3 separate regions of the Zea mays genome follow, and all the other regions are linked to region 1. Evidence: chromatin contacts called from public Hi-C data. All regions are on one chromosome and are shown on one strand. Each heading gives the region's core, a stretch centred on a gene start, on an enhancer-like site or on the middle of the called end of the contact. The rest is flanking DNA. Distances are from core to core; before and after follow the strand shown. Region 1 holds the start of LOC100275583. Region 2 holds the start of LOC542350 (vacuolar sorting receptor homolog 1). Region 3 holds the start of LOC100273998.

Evidence for each region. A called contact is a pair of places that touch in the nucleus more often than the background predicts.
Region 2: a contact with region 1 is called in a Hi-C map of tassel, with 1.7 times the contacts expected there. The contact joins the promoter of LOC542350 here to the promoter of LOC100275583 in region 1. A contact is called at or near these places in 2 of 25 Hi-C or Micro-C datasets (bundle sheath and tassel).
Region 3: a contact with region 1 is called in a Hi-C map of ear, with 2.2 times the contacts expected there. The contact joins the promoter of LOC100273998 here to the promoter of LOC100275583 in region 1. A contact is called at or near these places in 2 of 25 Hi-C or Micro-C datasets (ear and leaf).

Annotation. Positions count from the first base shown.
Region 1 is chr9:137,502,606-137,506,871 of Zm-B73-REFERENCE-NAM-5.0, forward strand. It overlaps LOC100275583, which reads right to left and starts at 2,499. Exons shown (of 3, transcript NM_001149634.2): 1 at 2,402-2,499; 2 at 1,618-1,906; 3 at 1-1,529. The coding sequence starts at 1,732.
Region 2 is chr9:137,002,782-137,007,047 of Zm-B73-REFERENCE-NAM-5.0, forward strand. It overlaps LOC542350 (vacuolar sorting receptor homolog 1), which reads right to left and starts at 2,111. Exons shown (of 12, transcript NM_001305862.1): 1 at 1,368-2,111. The coding sequence starts at 1,674.
Region 3 is chr9:137,167,923-137,172,188 of Zm-B73-REFERENCE-NAM-5.0, forward strand. It overlaps LOC100273998, which reads right to left and starts at 1,747. Exons shown (of 6, transcript NM_001365807.1): 1 at 1,421-1,747; 2 at 1-220. The coding sequence starts at 1,614.

The DNA of each region.
Region 1 (4,266 bases), core at 1,249-3,748:
CAGGTCGGGCGAGTGCTGCAGCACCTCGCTCGCCGACGAGTACCCCATCAGCCGGTGAAGCTTGCCGTCTCTAGTACCCGTCCTTTCGTCGACGGTGTTGAAGGACGAGTTCCTCGACACGTACAGCGGCTGCTGCCCGTCCTCGGTGCTGGTCGAGTGGCCGATGCCGAACGAGAGCCCGTACTCCTCGGAGTAGGACACCGGGTCCGCCTCCCCGAAGAAGCCGCCGGCGGCGGCGGCGTTGTGGCCGCCGGAAGCCTGCTCGTACTCGTCAGTGCTGTACTCGTCGCCCCCGAACGGTGACTGCAGCCTCTTCCTGGCGCCGGGGTCCCTGTAGGAGTAGGAGAGGACTTCGGAGCAGGAGCCGCACCGCAGCCGGCGCGTTCCCCTGCTCGGGACGGCGAACTCCGCGGGCAGCTGGACCAGGCTGACGCAGCTGGAGCAGATCACGAACGGGGCGCCACGTAGGACTGGCAGGCAGTAGTTTCTGGGAGGAGGAGGGCGCTTATTGCTCACCATGACCGGTGGCCTGCGCGTCGCTGCAGGTTCTTGCTTGCAGGGTCTGTATCTGTAACAGGGTGGCTGCTGGCAACTATGGTGGCAGCACCCATGACGGCAAGGTCTCGTTTCCGTCTGCACGTTGTGGTGGAAGTGGAACGGATAAACCCAGTGCCGGCGATACCGCAGCGACGGCAGTCCACGAGAAGCAGCAGCAACCTGGCCAGACTTGCTCGGGCGAGACACGTAGCCAGAATGCTTGGCGGCAGGATGGTATGCCGCGAGAGGTGCACTGGACGCGATGGCTGCACGAGTCGTGCGGCCATCTTGCTTGGAATTGGAAGGTCGTGGAGGTTGGTGCGCCTTCGGCTTGCAGTCGTCTGCAGGTTTATTACTGAACAGCTCAGAAAGGTCGCCCTTCAGCTCGTCCACTGTGTTCATGATCTTCGACTGGAGGGGCTCGCTGGCACTGAAGCTTTTCGACTGGAGAGAAGTCCGTGCAGATTGGAAATCAGTCGAGTCTCGTGACGATCGAAGATCACAGGACCGAGACAGTACCCTCACAAGATACCCCTTCTTGTTTGCTGCATGTTCGCCTCCGCCTTCTTCCTTCTGCTCGGGATCTTGCGCACTGACGGCTGCCTTGCTCATCTCAGAAGGAACCGTTTTGATCTCAGAGGCGTTCAAGCGGCGTTCTGTATCATCATCATGTCCACTTACTGCTCGGCAAGTCTCTGAATTCTCCGTAGGCTGTTCCACGGTGTGGTTTTCCTTGTTCTCAGCGTCGTGAGCCACCACCACAGCGTTCTGCACAGCCAGTATGCCACCACCATTTTCGCCGCTCCCTGCCCCGTTGCTGCCATGCTCGGTGCTTGGAGCATCAGCACCGAAGGAGCTCTCTGAGCCTTGGTCTTTGATTTGGGGAGGCGCCCCATTGCCATTGCTCACGGCTGTAGCGACCGAATAACTGTCGGAGTCCTGGCGAGCTTGTTTTGCAGACGCATGTCGGCCACCGCTGGCACAGATTTTAGCTGCAAAAGCGTACGGAGGGACACTTCAGAAACTACGAGCAAACGAACGGTAGACTTTCTTTCTCAGCGAACAACCGAACGAAGTTACCTCGAAGGGTGGTGCCGCATCCGCCGCACCTGTAGACTGTAACGTTGTGCGGTTCTGGGAGAACGTTGAGACAGTTTGGGCATCTCACGAGCCGAAAACCTTCCGCGTTCGCCATCAACCAAGAGAGTACCAGAACATCACCCACAGCTCAGAAATCCCAGGCGGGGCCGCGGTTACCTGCAGTCAGCAGTTCAGCACCAAGCCGCTGAGGCTGAGAAGAGTTGTCTTTCAAAGTTCAGAGCTTCAGACAGCAATAGCAGAAGACGGCCGCAGCTGTCAGCCTGTAAAACTGCAAATATATGCAAGAGGAAACGGCGGTCAGAATCTCACCAACAGAGCAGGCTAGCGGTCTGGGTTGGACTTAAGCATGGGAATTTGATCTTCGTTGACAAAGCAATTAAGACTAACTGCTGGGTGCTGGCCAAGAAGGATAAGAAAATCTCTCAATCCAGTCGTCAAAGGCTACTGATTACCCTAACGCCTATGGCTTGTTCGTGAATCATGAGGCCACCAATTTATCTTCAGCTTTCCCCCCCGCAGAACTCAGCCTCCCACAGACCGTTCTGCTTCAACCAAAAGCAGTTTTGATTTTGGTACCGTCTCACAGATACAGCAAAAAGACCACCACTTTCAGAGAACAACTATAGAACTAACGCTTGCGGCGCAAACTCCCATGTCGAAGCTCGATTCAGCAACTGAATCAAGCTACCCGTGACGTGAGAAGAACCCCGGTCGAAAAAGGCAGGTAGAGGGAGGGAGAGGGAGAAGGCAGCCAAGAAGTCACCTTTCGCACAGGGTCCCGTCGTCCCCTGGTGGACGCTTCCTCCTCGTCGCCTACGCCTCGTGTGATCGTGTCTCCTTCTCCTCCGAGCCGAGGCGGCCGCGTCGTCGTCGTCTCCTTCCTCTTGTTGCAACCTCCGCCCCACTCGAACCCCAGTTCTTGGAAGTTATGGCGCGCTCGCTTCGCAAGGGGCAGCAGAAACGACCGGGCGGCCACTGCCATATGGTATAAAAAAACACACACACCACCAAGTCTCCGTTCCCGCGGCGAGGTTGACTAGTACAAGCAAGCAAGCTCTGCAACGCTCTATCAGCGGTGTGAACGGGAGCTGCGGAGTGGGGATGGGGACGGACGATGGAGAGGGAGAGCGCGAGGGTGCCGGCGTCCGGGTCCGTGGTCAAACGTATGCGTGGTAAAACAACAGGGGAAAGCATGCATGGGCTGACTGACTGGCTGGCCGGGGCTGTGTTGACCTGACGAGTGACGACTTCTCTGTTCTTGCACTGCACGAGACCGAGCCGCGTCGTGCGGGCGCCACCCCGTCTCATCCATCCGCCCGGCGCTCTGACTGCACCCGTGGTCTCCGGTTGCTGCTGAGACTAACCGCAGCGCAACCCCCTACGCAGCCCCCTCCCCTTGCATGCGGCGCGTAGGGGGCACACTATAGCCGCAGCGGTGCCCCCTACAGCGCCCCCTACGTGTCGGTCCCCTTCTCTCTCCCCCCAGATTTAGCGTGTCACTGTTCACCACCCTAAACACTGTGCTGTGGGTCCACGAGTAATTGTTAGTAGATAAAAAATTGATAGTTGGTATAAAAAATGATATTTTATAGTGGTAGTGGGGTATAGGGGGAGTATTTAGGGGGAACCGCTGCGGGAGATGAAAAAATAAGGGAGAAAATAGGGGGAAAAAGTGATATAGGGGAAAAAAATTTAGGGGTAACGGCTGCGGATAGCCTGAGCGCCGGCGAGTGGCGAGGGTGGTTGGTGGTCCCGTGCCGTGCAGTTTTACAGCCAGTTGAATACTGATTGGAGAATGGAGATGCCAGTACTCCCCTCTAGAAGTTCTCTCCTCCTCCTTGCTCATTTCAAGTCTGCCAAGCAGCAGTAGGTCTTGCTTTAGTCAAACGCATAACATAGGGGCGACTTCACGAGGCAATGATGGCCTAGACTAGACTTGCTCTACGCTGTAGTACGTGTCGTCGTTACCGGATCTGGAGAAGCGACGATACGTCGATATACCAGTGCAGCAGCTGCCGCTTCCAGTTTACCAGTGCAGCTGATCGTTCTCGTCCTCGTCCATGTCACAGGGAGGGAGGCCTCACGCCTTCCCACGTGCGGTGCGGGGCCCCCGCGTGCGCGATCCCGTGGCCTGTCGCGGCTGCGCAACTTGGCTGGGCACCAGCACCGCCGCTGTCGTGTATCCATCCACGCGCATTTAATCGGCGACAATTGCATCTGCTCGACTCGACTGATCGCCTTCGCTTTGAGCAGACGATGGCGATCCTTTGCTGGACGCCGGCAGAAACTGGATTGGGCGGGCGAGCTGCCGGCCGGTGGTGCCATCAATTGGCCGGCGGAATCCGGTGGGGGTCAAGGTACACGAGGCGAGGCATTCATCGGCTCAGGTCCCCTCGATGTCGAACGGGAAAAAACCGCACCGGGTTCACACTGCGACAGTGACGGCTAAGCTGCTTGGTCGCTGTACTAGTGCCAGTGCCACAAAACCCGTAGGGACCAGAAGCTAAACAAAGGTCGGCACGAAGCGCGTCGCCGAGCACAATTTTCGCGCTCTGGCTCCGTCCACGTTCTCGATCGCACTCAAAATCAGCCTAGGCAGACCACCAGCCCATCACCCACGAAGAGACC
Region 2 (4,266 bases), core at 861-3,360, 500 kb before region 1:
TGGAGTACTTGTGGATTCCTATTCCAACTTTAAATATGAAACATGTGAACACTTTATTTTTCTGAAGTTAGTACAATATGAACCTTATTTCACTATTTGAGGTTCAGGTTCTGCACCATGCTAGTTTGAGGATGTGTCGTATATAAATTGGAGGACATATCGTGTGCAATCACTCATTTTGGTGCAAGCGTGCAATCAAACTATCTAGAGCATCCAATCCAGATCCAACGGTTTCATATGGAAGGGGTTAAAAGTAAAATAGGTACTATGTTTTAGGTGGAAGGGGTTAAATATAAAATAACAGTCATCATTAGATCTAGATCGGATGCACCAGATCGCTTGATTGCATACTTGCACCAGGATAAGTGATTGCATAGGATATTTTCCCATAAATTGTGATATGCGAGCATATTTCTAGATCTGACGCCATAGGAAGCTAAGCAAAACCAATGTTCAAATAATTTCAACTGATCACCGTATGTGGATAAACAGGTAGAATTTAGGTATTGTACTGACAATTGGTGATCGTGCACAATAAGCATCACTTCAAAATTTTCACTAACGAAATATACCATAAATATAGTCATAGCTAATTAAGTCAAATATTTGTAGTATCATCTCATTCAAATTGAACTGCAAAATATTCTTAACTCGTTTTAAGAACTTATGAAGTTTACATCATCTCAGCTCTGTATTCCACTATAGTTTTATTTTAATAAACTGCTTGACAAATACAAAAATAATCCTCGACCAGAGATATAACTGCATGATCACAACAACAGCTGTTTCAAGGGAATGGAAGCATTTTCTTAGAAAAAAGGGTAGGCTGCATTCAATTTCAAGGGAATGGAAGCCCGAAATAGAAAATTCAAAGAACACACCTCATAGTAGGGGCAAGTATAATCAAGAGTATGTTTAGGTGGATGCGTGAAGGGGAGAGGAGATGAGAGAGAGCGGAAACGGGCTATAAGCTTCCCATTGGTTTAAGCACAAGAACCAAGAACTTTGTCAGAGATGAGTGGACATCTATTAATCTGCCTACTATATAAGTTGGGCTGAGAAATTGTCTACAAAGATCTATTATTAATAATCTTTACTCTTCCTTTTAGGAATGTAGGAGCCAGGAGGCTAGCAGTTCGTAACTGAACAGTAATTAATAATAGGAAGTAGAGCTAGATTGAACGAAACACGATAAAAGACCACCCTCCCTAATGCGGTTCACTAATTTGAGCAACCAATTTCCAAAGAACATGTGGACAACAGAAAAATAGGTTTCCAAAAATAACTATCGCGCGCAACTTTGAATGGAGCAACAACAGCCCGGACCAGAAAAAAAAAAGGGGCAGGACAGACAGAGCCAAGGTCACCTCCGCGGTCGACGAGGACGAAGATGGGTCGTCCCCCAGCCTGCTTGGGCTTGAACGAGATGTCGAACTGGTCGAAGCTCTGGCACGCCTTCCGGTTGGACTTGGGGTACTCGACCCATCCGTGCAGGGTGCCCCCGTACTGCGGCACCCCGAAGTTGCCGATGGCGCACTCGTACTTGCCCTTGAGCTCGTCGGGGGAGGTCACCTCGAGGCTGTTCTTCTCCACCACGAACCTCCCCGCCGCCGCGTCCGCCAAGGCCAGCGCCACCACGACCAGCAGCGCCAGCCACGCCTGCCCCCTCATCATGGCTCCCTTCTGCCCCGATCGCACCGCTCTGCTACAGACCCTCAGCGCCCAGTGGAGTTGCTGATAGAGCAGAAGCTCGAATCCCCGTGCCGGCTGGAAGTTCCAGTTCCTTGGAAGTACTCGTGTGGGGCGAAGGGGAACCAGCGACGGAAGATCGATCTATCCAAGAGACGGATAGCGAGGTGCGGAGATTCCCACGGGCGCAGGCGCAGATCTGCGGGCCTATAGATAAGTACCCCTCGGCCCGGCCACAGTGGACAACCAATTGGAGGCGGCCGGCGAGATCTAGCCGAGGCCGACCGGCTGCTGCTGGGTGAGGAGAAGGAAGGGATGCCAGGCGTTGGACGACCGGGAAGCAACGCCTCCGCGTGGGGAAGTCGTCGGCTGCCTGCTCTGCTCTCCTCGCCTCTCCTCACCCCGTCCAAGTAGAGCCCTGCCAAACAAGTCACCCGAACGACCAGAACCACACCACACGCGGATCGGAAGCTGACAGTGTCCGTCGCGACGCGGGCGGCCGTTGGATGGGCGATGGGTGGGCCAGGGCGCCGGCGATGACTTGGACCCTCGTGCATGCATGCGCTGCCACGGCGTGAGCTCGGGGATCGCGTCGCGTGGGTCAAGGCTGGCGGTTGGTTGGGTTCGGTTTTCTTGAATCTACAGCTTCGAGATTCGAGCTTGTCAACGTTCTTGTGCCCTTCAGCTCATGCTCAAGTGCTCAACTGCCCAAGGAAAATTAACCGAGTCATTCACAGGGCACTTTGAATTGTTTATGCAAGTTTATTTATTGTGCACGTCTAGGATGAAATCGTGAAACTGAGAGTCAACCAAGACAGACGGGCAGCCAAAGACAAGAGGACTACTACTGCTGCCGGAGTAATTTACATCGATCAGCTTTGCTTCACGGGGAAGTAAAACTTCTTCTGGAGTTCAATAATGATACAACAAGCCCATCCACATCGAGTCATCAGGACCTACCGTTCTGAATTTACTTTCCAATAATCAGAATCGGTCGCTATCGGAGTATCCGTCAATGAGACGCAGATTCATGGTCCACTTTCAGTTATTGCATCTTGCAATCTCCGTGGTCCATTCTGTGATGCCGGACCGGATAAATGCTCATCGCCTTGTCATCTGCCTCTACCCCCACAAGGAAACAGATAAGCATCGTGCATTTGCCCAGACAGCAATATACGGTGACAAAATTGGTCATTTTGTAAAAAAAAACATTTTGTGAGGTTATTATTAAAATATGAACTGAGTCTCACCATTCAGAGTCGCTTGTTGAGATGGTCGAAATATATATACGATTTAGAGTCTAAATAAATGAGTTACGCTCTCGAAAAGATACTCCAACATAAAAAATTCTGACCCATATCCATTTTTTTTCAAAAACCTATTTCAATGTCTAGGATCATTCCCATGCCCGAAGTCCTAACGGAGTTCAAAAGTTGCGATGGACGTCCGAACTTTCGACAAATATAAAAAAAGACCATGTTTGGATCTGACCTTTTGGATTCCGATATGAACTGTTTTAAACTCATGGAAAAACTTGAAAAATACGTCTTGGAAAGGTTTTCTAATAGATAAGATTACTCCCTCTTTCTATCTCTATGTATGTATATATATTGGATGATCATATCCGATTGAGTAAGCTAGCATCCAATCGCTCTTTTTACATATATTCCTCATTTTGCTCTAATCTATTTCAACCTCATGTTGTTTATCGTTTGATTCGACGCCCTAGTCTTGTTGATGGACCTATAGCTATCCATCGATGTCCTTGCCTTGACAAGGTCCCTTTCGTATGAGAGCTTCGACGGTTCCTCTGCTAGTTTGCTCGAGAACTAGTTGTTCTTGGCCACATAAATGTGATAACTATCTTTTGCTGATTTGCTTGTGAACCTCGCCGCTCTTCGCCGTAAAATTATGTTGGTTACCTCATGTGTTCTTTGATCTATGGTAGCTCGGGCAATTTAGTCAGAGTTAGTGTATGATCGATCTTTGCGTGAACACACTTTTTGGCTACTTTGTTTGGGAAGACCGTTTTAGCTCTACTTTATAGCTGAATCTCTTTGATTTATCTTCATGTGGTTGCCATTACCATCACATCTAGCCCAAAAGTTTGATCGCATCTGGTTTTGACAACTTATGATCTTGTTTGTGGTTTTGTAACGCGTTTCTCCTATCACTCAAAATTTTAGCAAGACGATCATGTTCATGGAGTACCAAGGTGTTGCACCATAATACTACTATAATTAGCCCGAGGTATAAGTACAACTTGTAAATATATCTTATAATTCTAATAATTATTTTGCAAGTGCTATGAATTTTTATGTTGGTGTTGCTAGTCATAATGATAGTTCTTATGAGGCTAGATGTTCTCGGTGATGACTAGTAAACACCACGAAGCACACAAAATGATCAAAATAAGTTCAAGGATAAAACTCTCCAAAATGCTAAACTTGGCTCTTTACTTCAATGGAAATCAAGAAGATGATCAAACCAAAAACGCAAAAAACAACTAGCGATTGGAATGTTTGGAAAAGTTTCTAGAGTATACACGAGCCCAAGAAAACAAACATATCACAAAAT
Region 3 (4,266 bases), core at 497-2,996, 340 kb before region 1:
CTCAGGATTTGGACGTATGATCACCTCTCCTACTCTACAAGATTTCTCTTTATCAAGCTCAGGCGTGCAGCATATTGCATCAGAGTGTAGATATGAACCTCCAATTTTGTCCCTGTCCTGTATCTCAACAATTATAGCCTCCACCAATCCTGTCTTTTGCTGCATCTCCTCATGCCTAGACGCTGACTCCAGGGTGCGACGAAATACAATGGAGTCAAACCTGAAAGATTAGTCCATTAGATCACAGAAAAGTAAAGATTTAAAAGACATCTGACCATGTAATTTTTATTGACATGATACTTTGCTGTTAACCCATGCAGTTTACCATGAAATTGTTTGTGAACAAAATGCCTAATGACATGGATGCTCCAAAACAGTTGACCTAATGTCCACCACTACACTGCTCTGCACAGTAATAACAGTGACATGGCATGTGCCATACAGAACCTAAGCCAACTTTACTGTCTTTCACATGTTCATGTCATCAGAGCATGACAATCATACTAAAATTTGATAAACAAAGGATACACACCATCCAAACAGTGATTGTTTGTATCCCCTTATTGGAGCTTGGTGCAGTGCAAAGATGCAGTAATGCTCCCTGATTCCAACCCCATAAGTCATAACACGGCAGCCAAAACAAAGAAACTGAACTATGCAAGGTGGTCAAACGCACTGATTCAGATAGAACAGTAACTTTCTTTTAGCAGCTGTATCCAAACCAATCAACAGATCATCCTACATGAAACCAAATTGTAAAACAAATGGCTTCATTTCTCACATATATAATATCCAAAAAAAGCAGCAGCAAGAAACCTAGGAATGGCAAACACTCAGGATGCAAATTAAGAACTAACAGCAAAAAAAGGTAGGTAGTCAAGGCTTCAAGCTGCCTGCAACATAGTGGATCACAACCGACTAAAAGGACATAATCAACTTTTAGGACCTACTGTAAAATCCCAGCCTCATCACATGCTGCTGGGCAAACAAAACTAGAGCTGAACCAACGCAATAAAACTGACTGCGACATACACTTGATCACGACTCACATAAAACAATAACTGCCTTTTATCAGCTGTTCCAACTAAGTCAATAGATCAGTCTACCCGAGCACAAAATTACAAGAATTTCCACTTGATCCAACGCATAATATCAAAAGAAACAGCAAGGGCCCTAAAAATCGGGGCAAACACCCAAGACGCAACTTGTTCAGAAGTTCCTGCCGTCCCAACCAAATCCTCTTGTCGTACACACCATTGCCCCGGAACTAGCTCGTTGATCAACGAAATGCGCCGCATTCAACACTCTCATATGATCCTGCACACCAGCACCCTCTCGATACGTACGAGGTCCGCAAGACCCTACGGGCGAGGCGAGCCGAGGAAGTGAGGACCGGGCGGATGCGGTGGCGAGCGCCTACCTGATGAAGGATGAGGAGTTGGATAAGAGGTCGGATGCGTAGAGACCCTCGCTCCCGCCGTGGAAGAAGAAGGAGTTGGCCCGCGGCGCGAAGCCGCCGCCGGCGTACTCGTGGATTGAGGCGTCGGCGCCCCGGGCAGCGAGGAGGGCGATGAGGGAGAGCCCGAGCGCGAGCGAGAGTGTGGCTCGCCGCATCGTCGCGAGGGTGCGTGCGGGCGCCGCCGTAGCCGTCTGCTAGTCGGCGGCAGCGGATGGATGGAAGTGGAACCGGAAGGAGAGGGGGCTCGTCTTGCTGCCAGCCGGTGCAGGATGGTTAAGGTTGATGTAGTGTGACCAGGCATCAACATCGCTTGCGTTGTCCGTTAACGATAGCGAGTTCACTGGACCAGAGAAATTCTACGTAGTACGACGTGTACATCCTTTAAAAAAGGACAATACCTCTACTTAGGATTAGGAACAGTCAACATCATCGATTATAGAGATGCAGGAAATTCCTCTATTAGAAGACAGGAATAGGTAAATTTTTTATCCCACGAGAATGTAAATCGGAAAAACTCTTCCTCAGTTCCCCTAATAGGTAAACAGGAACGAGAAGCATTCCTCGTCTCCGTTTCCCACAGTGACCTATTAAATTTGTACGTGATGATGTTTTCGTGTAATAGTTAATAATAAAAATAAATAATTATTTTGTCATAAGATCATTCATCGTACAAATGTGTTTATTTTGATGTACACAAAATGATTTCTTATATATGACAATTTGTATAAGTTACTATGTTTTGCATTAAAAACAAATGATATATGTCTTAATTATAATTTAAGCGGGGACGGGATCCCCTTTGGGGATTTATCCCGCCGGGAATAGGAATGGAGAAGAAATGTCACCGTAAACGTTTGTGAGGATTCCGGCAGAAAAAAAATTTATTGCGGGGATGGAGATGGGGGCTATTCTCTGACGGGAAATTCCCAATTGTCATCCCCAATCCAGTATACTATACAGCTAATGATGATTAAAGTTACAACTTGTGCTTCATAATTCATCTAACTTTATACTTAGGTTAATCTTTAGGGCATGCACAACTATGAGGCAGTGGACAATTTTCTAAATACAAGAGACAACAAAAAACTGCATGATACAGGGTCTATTTGGTTCAGCTTTTTTCTGACCAGCTTTTTCGAGAATCTAGCTATGGGGAGAATCTGGCTGTGTAGAGAATTTAAGTATCATTAGGATTACGTGCGGAGGAAGATAAAGTTGTCCATGGGGCTCAGGATTTATAAAGTGATGGATTACTACTATTGCGACGACTCAACCGATTATATGTTTATGTTGATTTTGAATATTTTTTATCCAAACGAATTTTATAGAAGTTGGCTGAAAAGCTGAGTGTTTGGCAGTCCGTAGCAGCTTTTGGTGGCCAGAAGCTGTGAAAAGCCGAAACAAACAGGCACACAATCCTGAGCCCCGAAATTATAAATAAAGTTAATAGACAATATGTACGAAGAATCATATAAAGAGTTTGTCTCTGTGTTTTTTTTTCAATTAACCCTCTAAATACCCCTCAAGAGACCACCTAATGATTGAATGGGGTTGTACACGCCCTTACGAAGTCTATAGTTTATACTCCTTTAAGGCACAAGTTTCGTGTGTCGTGCATCACGTGCGAATCACGTAGATTTGTTTTATTTCCCCACTTCTCATCTACCAATGGACCGTTATACCGTAGATCATAGATGGATCGTGAAAAACCACACGAGACCATGTTAGATACATACCCATAAAAATAAAATTTAATATTAAAATAAATATAGTCTATATATCAGATATTAAAATGATAAGAACAAATATTATACTTTTATTTAAATGGTGTTTGATTTATAGGGACTTTAATCACTCCATTTATTCCATTTTAGTTTTCATATTTAACAATTTATAGACTAAAATAGAATAAAATGGTGGGACTAAAAATTAGTCAAAGGGCTGAGAAAATCCTTTTTAAGTCACACGTAGCGCAACACTCACATAGTATTATCTCGCTAGTTGAAAAAGAACGAGCGACCGACCAACCTATAAAAAAGGATTTTCTCAGCCCTTTGACTAATTTTTAGTCCCACCATTTTATTCTATTTTAGTCTATAAATTGTTAAATATGAAAACTAAAATGGAATAAATGGAGTGATTAAAGTCCCTATAAATCAAACACCATTTAAATAAAAGTATAATATTTGTTCTTATCATTTTAATATCTGATATATAGACTATATTTATTTTAATATTAAATTTTATTTTTATGGGTATGTATCTAACATGGTACTAGTTCACTATATGTAATACTACTTTCGTTTGTAGAACTTTAGGTTTCCTGTGAACGACTGAAATTAAAACAGATGGTGGCACTACGGGTCTATGATGAAGGATGAAAGAATGCAATTATTTGAGTTCAAACTGAACGATTTTTTTTCTAGTTGGGTTTATTTTATTTAGAAATTTCAAACTATTTCTAGCAAGAAATGTAGTTATAGTCTTAATAAAATTAGATAAAACATAAAAGCAAATTATTCGTCACCAAGAAGTTCTAGAACATAAAAGACTAAAACTAAAACTAGGGTAGTTGTGTAGATTTCAACAAACCTAGACGATAGAAATCAAACACATCTCGTTAATGCATATCTTAGGCACATTTTTAAGTTCTAATTTCAAAAGGACCCTAACGTATAAGAGATGATGAGTTAGACAACTTAAAATGTACATTTTAAACTAAGGTCCAAAGTAAATTGTCTAAATATGTGTCGGTGTTTCGATCCGAGGGTTTTACCAACTAGTAAAATAATGTTGTGTGCCCTATC